2 separate regions of the Gossypium hirsutum genome follow, and region 1 is linked to region 2. Evidence: chromatin contacts called from public Hi-C data. All regions are on one chromosome and are shown on one strand. The core of a region is the stretch at or near the end of the contact, and the rest is flanking DNA. Distances in the headings are between cores, read along the strand shown. Region 1 holds the start of LOC107900393 (mitochondrial inner membrane protease subunit 1). Region 2 holds the start of LOC107901833 (SH3 domain-containing protein 3).

Region 1 (4,162 bases), core at 1,478-3,977, 280 kb before region 2:
GTAAAGATCGTGAGATAGAAATCCCTAATTTAAGTGCTCCATACAAAGCTGGTCGAGGTTGGTCTCCTATCTAGAGAGATAACCTAACAATTAAGCATCACTATCAATTTGATATAATCATTATTGGTATCAATTCATTGCTAACAAAAATAAATTCTTGCTTTAATGACGAGGTAGTGGAGTTAATTGTTCTTAGCTCCGCTTTGGATCCACGCGATAAGTATAAAGCTTTTCAGATGGAAGAAAGCTTTTCAGATGGAAGATATCTGCAAGCTTATGAATGATTTTTATCTGGACGATTTTACAAAGCAAGAAAAGCTACACATGAAGATTCAATTGGAGCATTTTCAACTTGATGCTCATTAAAGAATGGAGTTGCACAAAGCTTCTATAGTTGCCAAGTTGTGTCAAGTTCTATAAGACAAATAAGTCGAGTATTTATCCTCTTATTGATAGAATTGTTCGTCTTGTGCTAACTCTTCCCGTGTCTATTGCAACGATCGAACGAGCATTTTCAGGCATGAAAATTTTGAAGACAAGGCTTCACAACAAAATGAAGGATGATTTTCTTTCAACTTACTTGGTGGCATACATAAAAAAGAGATAACTCTAGAATTTTTAACAGATTCTATCATTGATGAGTCCGATCTTATGAAAAAGTGGAAGGTGCAATTTAGGGTGCAGAAATAGGACTAAGCCCAATTTTTTTAATTTAATTTTTGGAATTATATTATGTTTTATGAAATTTTTAGTATAGTATTGGTTATTCTTTTTTTACATGTTGAAAATAAATATTTAATTTTATGTAGTGTGATTTTTTTCCTTTTTATATTTTTACAGTTAAATCGTTCATGCTTTTTAAAAAATATTAAATTGATTTGTTTGATAAGAAAAAAAAAGTATCCAAGAAGAATGGACACTTTTTTATGTTAAAAAAAAGGTCGTTTGGATTTAGAAGTTTCGCCCCCATTGGAGTAAATTCCTAGAGTCGTCCCTGTGTATAACAATACACATTTGTTCAAAGTTCATATATAATTTTCATATTTATCCCTTTTGAAACTAAAAATAGAAAAATGAACAAACCAAATAAATAATACCAAATGTAAAATTCTCTTTTTATTTAAAATTTTAAAAATAAAAAAATTGCTTCAAAATAGCATTTATATGCTTCAAAGGCATTCTCGAAATCATTGAGATTGAGGTATCTTTCATATCAGTTTTGTAATTTATAAGGAGTAATTTTTTTAGGTTTTGTGGTTAGTTTTATGAACAATGCTATCTTCAAGGTTCAAATCCGAATCCTCCCTTTAAAATATAATTTACCTTACCATTACTTGTTGATATTTTTTAATTAATATTTCTCATAATTCTTAATAATATCAAAAAATACAATTTTATTAACTTAAAGAGTTTGGGTACTCAAACCATGGAATTTGTAATTAGATATCATTCCCCCTGAAACCTATTTACTTACTTGGGTTGTTAATTTTGACTAACCTTTCATGCAGTTGATATTATTTCATGAACTGCTCCATCTTTGCCTATTTGGTTTAGATTTGTTATTCTGCACTGTTTACCTATTAAGATTTTCCCAAAAAAGTAAGCTAGTAAAGGGTCTTTTATAGATTTTATAAATCAATCAGCTTCTTCTCTTTCCTTCTTTCCTCATCCTCTGTTCATTTTGATTGCCAAAACAAGGAAAAATCATTCACTTCATAAAACGTACATCATCAACCCTGTGAGACATTCTGACAAACATGTGTTGTGCACAGAAGTCCTCTCCATCTCCAATAATGACTACTTGGGTTTAGGTGCCAAGGATCCGAAATCTTTACGAGGCAATAACTATAAACAACAAAGAAATGATCAAAACTTGGTTAAAGCCAAACAGGTAAAGAACTGATGTAAAAATGAGAAGCGAAGGCTTACCGTCCAAAAAGCTTTGCCTTCCACAAGACCATAAGGAACAGCTCCGAAATTCCTCGAATCCTTTGTGTTATATATGTTATCTCCTTCTACCCAAACATGCCCTTTTTGAACCTATATATTCACAAATCATTTTCATTCTTTGAATATACAAAAGTGGAAATCCAAAAAAATATACAGTACCACAATAGCATTGCATTTATCACTGTTTTTGGGGTCGACGACGTAGGTGACTTGATCACCTTCCATTCCGACCAGCCGTTTGCAGACAACCCTCCTAGGATTCTCAGGCGACCGAAAGAAGACCACGTCACCAGGTCGAAGTTTTCCAGTTCGGGTCGAAATGCGCTCCATCAACAACACATTGCCTGTTATGCCCAAGGTTGGAAGCATGCTAGGACCATAAGTCTTTAGAGTTCCGTCATTGCCGCCGCCGCCCAAAATTCATAAAAGTAAAATTAAAACCCATAAATAAAAACATGAAATGATGATTGATAAGCTTGTTTTTATGGGGGATAGTTGAAAGATTTCTTACAACAACGGTAGTGCCGAGATATTTGTGGGTAACATAAAGCAAACAGAGGCCTCTCACTATAGGGATAACCCTGCTGCTCCATTCTCCCATTCTTCTCTCTTTTTCCAACTAATTTAGATTCTGGGTTTTCAAACATGGTAATGAATTAATCAACGATAATGAAATGTTTGTGGGCTTTGAAATAGGAAGAATCCAACATTGATCCATATATCCTGCTTTGGGCTTTATTACATTGTTTTGTTTCAATCTTGGGTTGAGAAGTAGGATGCATGAAGGAATCCCAGTATTCCTAGAACTGGTAAATCATCTTCTTCGGTTTTTTCTGCCATGATCCGTGATTTTTTGTTTTTGAAATTACCGCTTAAAATATTCTAAAACTACTCTAATTATAGTTGAAGCATCAAATCAGTTTCAAGTATTAAAACAAAAATTTACTAATTTTTAAAAAAATTAAATGTTTTTTGAATTTTAATTTATATTTATATATTTTAAAACTTTATAAAAGAATTTTTTAAAACTTTTTTGAATTACTTATATAATTTTTTTAACATTTTTAATCAATATAATATATAATATTAAAAATAAAAAAGACACGTATGGAAGGTCAACATTAATCAATGTCAGTTAACACCAACACCGATTAATATCTGGTTAAGGGCGAATCAAAGTCAAATCTATTTTTTAAATAAATTTAATTGCCACTAGCACGCACAATTTGATTGCAGATAAATGCGACCAAGCCAAATACCAAAATGATAAATTAATACTAATCCAAGACAAAAATAAAAAATAAAAAAAATACACGCATAGTTCGGAATTAAACCTTTAAAAAAAATGAAACGAAAAAGGGCAGTCCAAGTTGTTCAGAAACCGTGGGTCAAACCAGAATCAAGTTGTCAGACTCCTTGGACCATAGCTTAATCTGGCTTTATTATTGCAAATCAGTCGCAATAAATTCTGCAAAACTCAGAAAACCATGGATTACATTAGATTGTTTGAGTCTAATTGTATGTGTTTACTGTGATATTAACGATAGAGATGGAAACTACCTACCATGTGCTAGCCCAAAATTAGACATTATCCTTTTGGCACCAAGTACAAAATCCCAACCCATCCTTCCATTGGCATTTTTCGTTCAACTTGCCATAATGGTGCTACCGCCATTACCTACTTTTACACTTACAACGTTTGCCGCGGAGTCAACTAAGCATTTACTAGTTGGAAGAGTGGAGCTTCCCGGATTCCCACCTCACGTTCTAGATTCCCATTGATTACACTCACTAAACGACATTACCATTACCATCTCCCACTTGTATTAATCCACACTTCCGCTGGTAGGTGGATCAGTCAAGTGTTTAGACTTGAAATCGTCTCTCCTTCTTAGCTTCTGAACATAGGTGGGGTTTGCACTTTGTACGTATCTTTTCACTGTCTAAGACCACTCAGTTAGTTTATCATATTCTGGATTGAGTTAAAAGGTCAATGATATGACACTCATTTTGGCTTCCAGGGATCAAAGATTGGTTGAAATTTGCATATAAGCCTGACTTTGAATCCAATTCATCATCAGTTACGATAGTTCCTTTCAAACCAGCTTCAGCGTTACCACTACCTTAGCTAGCAGTGATGTCAAAATGTGTCAGTTTAATCATTGTTATACTTTGTTCTGTTTTACTTACTGTGCTGCATGCAGGACCAAGC
Region 2 (3,972 bases), core at 1,308-3,807:
ATTTACTTGTGACGTTTATGGTGTGACTTTCCTCAATCTTGAGTAAGTGACGTAAGTGACTAACCATGCTTGTGTGACTTGTATATTTTGATGTATTGAAAGCTTGAGTTCAATTAGTAATAAAGCCGAAAGTTGGTATGTTGAGTATACGACTTCTGCAAGGCATGACTTTATTATTCATAGCCTAAGAAAAGGTAAATGGTATTCTCTCATCGAAATTACATGGTTGATGAAAATGTAACATGACCATGAGTCATTTGTCTAGGACAAATTATTTAATTACTATGTGTTAGTAATTGACTTTTTCATGAAGGAAGATGTAATGGTTACCATGAAATAAAATATGATCATGTTGGGTGAATGAAATTAACGCAAAGAGATTAGGGAGATCCTATAAGGGTAACACACATATGACAAGATCATCGGACAAGCAAAAAATAAGTTGCTTTCGTAATGTTATATAATAAGAGAGAGTTTAGTCATGGTACTATTAATGGATTGACTCCATCACTAAACAATGTTGCAATTAATAGATGAAGAGTCGAAACTTAATTACAAATTATTTGAGCCTCAATTATATATGTCAGATCGGTCCATCTTCTAACTTAACACGACCTTTTATAGATTGCATTTGAACCAATATGTTGAATGAATGAAAATAACAAATAGTGAAATAGTTCATATGTATTAGTATTCGTAGCGAATGCATTTTCTTGTTAAGTACAAGAAATGACTTAGATATTAAATTAATTTCATTGAATTATTATTTAATTGATTATAATTAAATAATTAGAATTCGAAATGGAAATTAAATTAATTAGTCATCTCAGTTTTATTAAATAGGACAATCAAATTTACTTACTTATAGATTTTAGCACGATAAAGTCGTTATAAATATAATGGAATTAGAATTAGATTAAGAAAATAATTTAAGAAATTGAATCAATTAAATAAATAAGTAAATAATATTTTGAGAATGAAAAATTGGTTAATGAGTTGGATGAATTATATGAGTTGATTTAAGTATAAAAAATACATATAATTGTATCTAGTACATGAGACATGCCCAATAAACTCATTAGACATGTAATGGGCAACAACCCTAGTTCCCAGAAATAGGTGCCACCTATAGCATAATCTTAATGGGACTATATGTATTTTCTATTAAAATATTATTGTTTTGTTACCTCTTGTTTAACTAGAAATTTTGTGAGTTTTTCCTATTAGTAGGGACTATGGGTTTGGTCAAAATAGACAATTATTGAACATAGTTACTCAGTCAGAATTTAGTGAGATTTATTTACCAAATAATTTTTTTTTGTGAGAACTTGTGTTTGGTTTCTAGCTCATAAAAAGAATTAATTTTCTCACTAAAAAATTAATAATTTTCATTATGTGTGATCAGTTCATGTGATTAGAGCTCACACTCTAAATAAATCGAGAGTTCAAAAATAACGAAAAAAATTATGTTGGTTGAAAACTGGGTAACAATTAAACCACTCAATAAAAAACACATGTAGGTAAAATTTATTATTATAAATAATACAAAAGTTGGATTTTAGAAAAAATATAATTTTCCATTTTGCAAAAAACTTGATCTTTAGATTGAATTTTTCCAACAGCCTATGCTTACATCACATCAAATCATGTTGTCAGCCTAGTAAAGAGACATCGTAGACGTAATAAGTCCAACACGTGTCCAAACCCAAGACTACTGTCCACCTATAATGACCCTCATAAGAGCAAGCGAAACTCACTCCAAAGGAGCTAACCCTTGACCATCCTCCATTAGGACCTAAAAGAAACCAGGCAACTAGGCTGTCAGCATGACCTCCCTCCACCGTATGAGCCAATGTCTTTCCCACCAACTTTTTCTTACACCTCAGCAACATTAATCTATTTCCATCCCATTAAAGGGTTAATAAGTAATTTGTCACTTAAATTTGTTTAAAAGCATTTAGTTGGTATTTACATTTTTTATACCTAATCGGTATTTAAATTAGTATTCTGTCATCCAGATTAGTATTTTTGCATTAAAGCTGTTAGTTTGTACTGATGTGGTGCTAATGACTAATCCTATAGTGATACGTGATAATCTCTTAGTATGATACGTGGGGACATAAATTAAAAAAGTATAATTATTTTAAAAAATATAAATAATTTAAAAAAGTATAATTTTTTAGACAAGTTCAAGTACAAACTAGATACTGTTAGACAAATTCAGATATCAACTAATTACTTTTGGATAAGTTTATGAGACAAACTACATGCTAATCCTTAAAAAATTAATGTTGTTAACAAATTGAGAGCAATGTAATGAAATAAAAGTAAATACAAAATAAAATTCAAATATCAATTAAATATTTTTTTGACAAGTTTATATTAACTTTTCTTTTCTTTTTTTTTTAAAGAAATTGATTGCAATGAAAAGATAAATATTTGAATGATTATTTAAAATTTAGTGGGTTGGAATGATAAAGTCCAGTCCAGCAAATTTAGCTGAGCCGAAGGCCGACAAAGAAATATAGGCTGGCTCAGAGCTATCCTGAATGAAGAAGCCCATTAATTATTCCATCAACCCGAAAAAAACAAAAATTACGAGATGACAGTGAGGTAATCGAAGGCTTTGGTCTCTCAAGCATAGCCAGCCAGCTGCCAGATCTGCTAAGTCGATCAATCGATAAAATAAAATCCAGATTTCAAGAAACTAGTACTTTTTTTTTTCTGTAAATCTGTTTCGTTGTGTTGAGAGGAGGTAGAACTAGAAGAGGCAACAATGGATGCTTTTAGAAGGCAAGCCAGCAAGCTCAGAGAACAAGTTGCCAAGCAACAGCAGGCAATTTCATCACAACCCTTCACTCCTCTCTTTTTTAATTTATTTTCCTGGGTTTAAGGAGAATCGAGTTCTGTTGATTTGGTTGTCAGGATAATGGAGGAAATCTGGGAAAATGAAAGCAAATATTTTATTTAGTCTTGGATTACAGAATTAGATGTGTTTAATTACTTTGACTTCTAGAAGTTTGGGGGCCTAATGTATATGTTTCAAGAATTAAATATTTAATTGTGGAGTTAATTCTAAACGTTAAATTGTAATTTATAATCATCAAAGACGAATCATTCTTTTTTAGGTAAATTAGCTAGTTCCATGTCCTTTGAGTTTGTTTTCTGCTATATTCTCAAAAAACTGTACCTACCATTAGATTGCCCTACATTTTCTAACATAGGGAAAAGAGTAGATACAGAGTTTCCAGAAGCTTTTGTTATTGCAAAGCTTCATCCTTTACCTGAAAGTTGAGTAATCCGTGAGATCTCAAGTGCTTCCAAGTGTTGATTGATTGGCTCTTATCTCTGCAAGTGTTTCTTGCATTTGGTTTAAACATGAGCATGGATGTCATTCATTTGGTTTACCTTGTTAGGATCAGTTACTCGAAAACAATATCATCCTATCTTATTCTAACTGGGCTAATTTTGTTTGATCTGAGTCCCTGACAAGTTACCCTTAATTCTTATATTTATGTTAGTTTTGCTAGTTGCATTTTTCTTGAGATGATCAATGTCTTCTACTATTGAGTTAAAAGAATTTTTTTTGCAGGCTGTAATAAAGCAATTCAGTGGAACTGGTTATGAGAGCTCAGATGTTGTAGTTATTGATGAGATTGAGATGCAAAGGCATCAACAACTGGACAAATTGTACAAGTCCACTCGTTCAGCTAGGGTAAACAACATTTCCTTCATAAATTTGTGAAACTTAATTTGATAATCCTGTCATATTGCTTTGTTCTCGGTGAATCCGTGTCATTCATATCTTCACAAATGAAACCATTTTCAGTATGTAACTTTAGTGCATCCTATCTACTTGAGTTACAGTTAAGTACTTCAGTTAAATCTCTTCGGTGTCATTTTAACTAAATAAAATTTCGAAGGTAACAGTTGCTCTGCGGGTGCGCCTGGTTGGAGGAACAAAATTTATTA

The links. A called contact is a pair of places that touch in the nucleus more often than the background predicts.
Region 1: a Hi-C map of leaf shows a contact between it and region 2, with 2.0 times the contacts expected there. The contact joins the promoter of LOC107900393 here to the promoter of LOC107901833 in region 2. A contact is called at or near these places in 3 of 34 Hi-C or Micro-C datasets (leaf and seedling).

Annotation. Positions count from the first base shown.
Region 1 is chrD06:51,561,479-51,565,640 of Gossypium_hirsutum_v2.1, reverse strand. LOC107900393 (mitochondrial inner membrane protease subunit 1) reads right to left here and starts at 2,727. Exons shown (of 4, transcript XM_016826008.2): 1 at 2,462-2,727; 2 at 2,110-2,334; 3 at 1,930-2,040; 4 at 1,601-1,845. The coding sequence starts at 2,551. The coding sequence ends at 1,798. LOC107901846 reads right to left here. Exons shown (of 3, transcript XM_041095483.1): 2 at 3,515-4,162; 3 at 3,164-3,418. It overlaps LOC107901844 (LRR receptor-like serine/threonine-protein kinase FLS2), which reads left to right and starts at 4,088. Exons shown (of 3, transcript XM_016828004.2): 1 at 4,088-4,162. The coding sequence starts at 4,088.
Region 2 is chrD06:51,279,365-51,283,336 of Gossypium_hirsutum_v2.1, reverse strand. LOC107901833 (SH3 domain-containing protein 3) reads left to right here and starts at 2,557. Exons shown (of 10, transcript XM_041095479.1): 1 at 2,557-2,836; 2 at 3,593-3,715. The coding sequence starts at 2,777.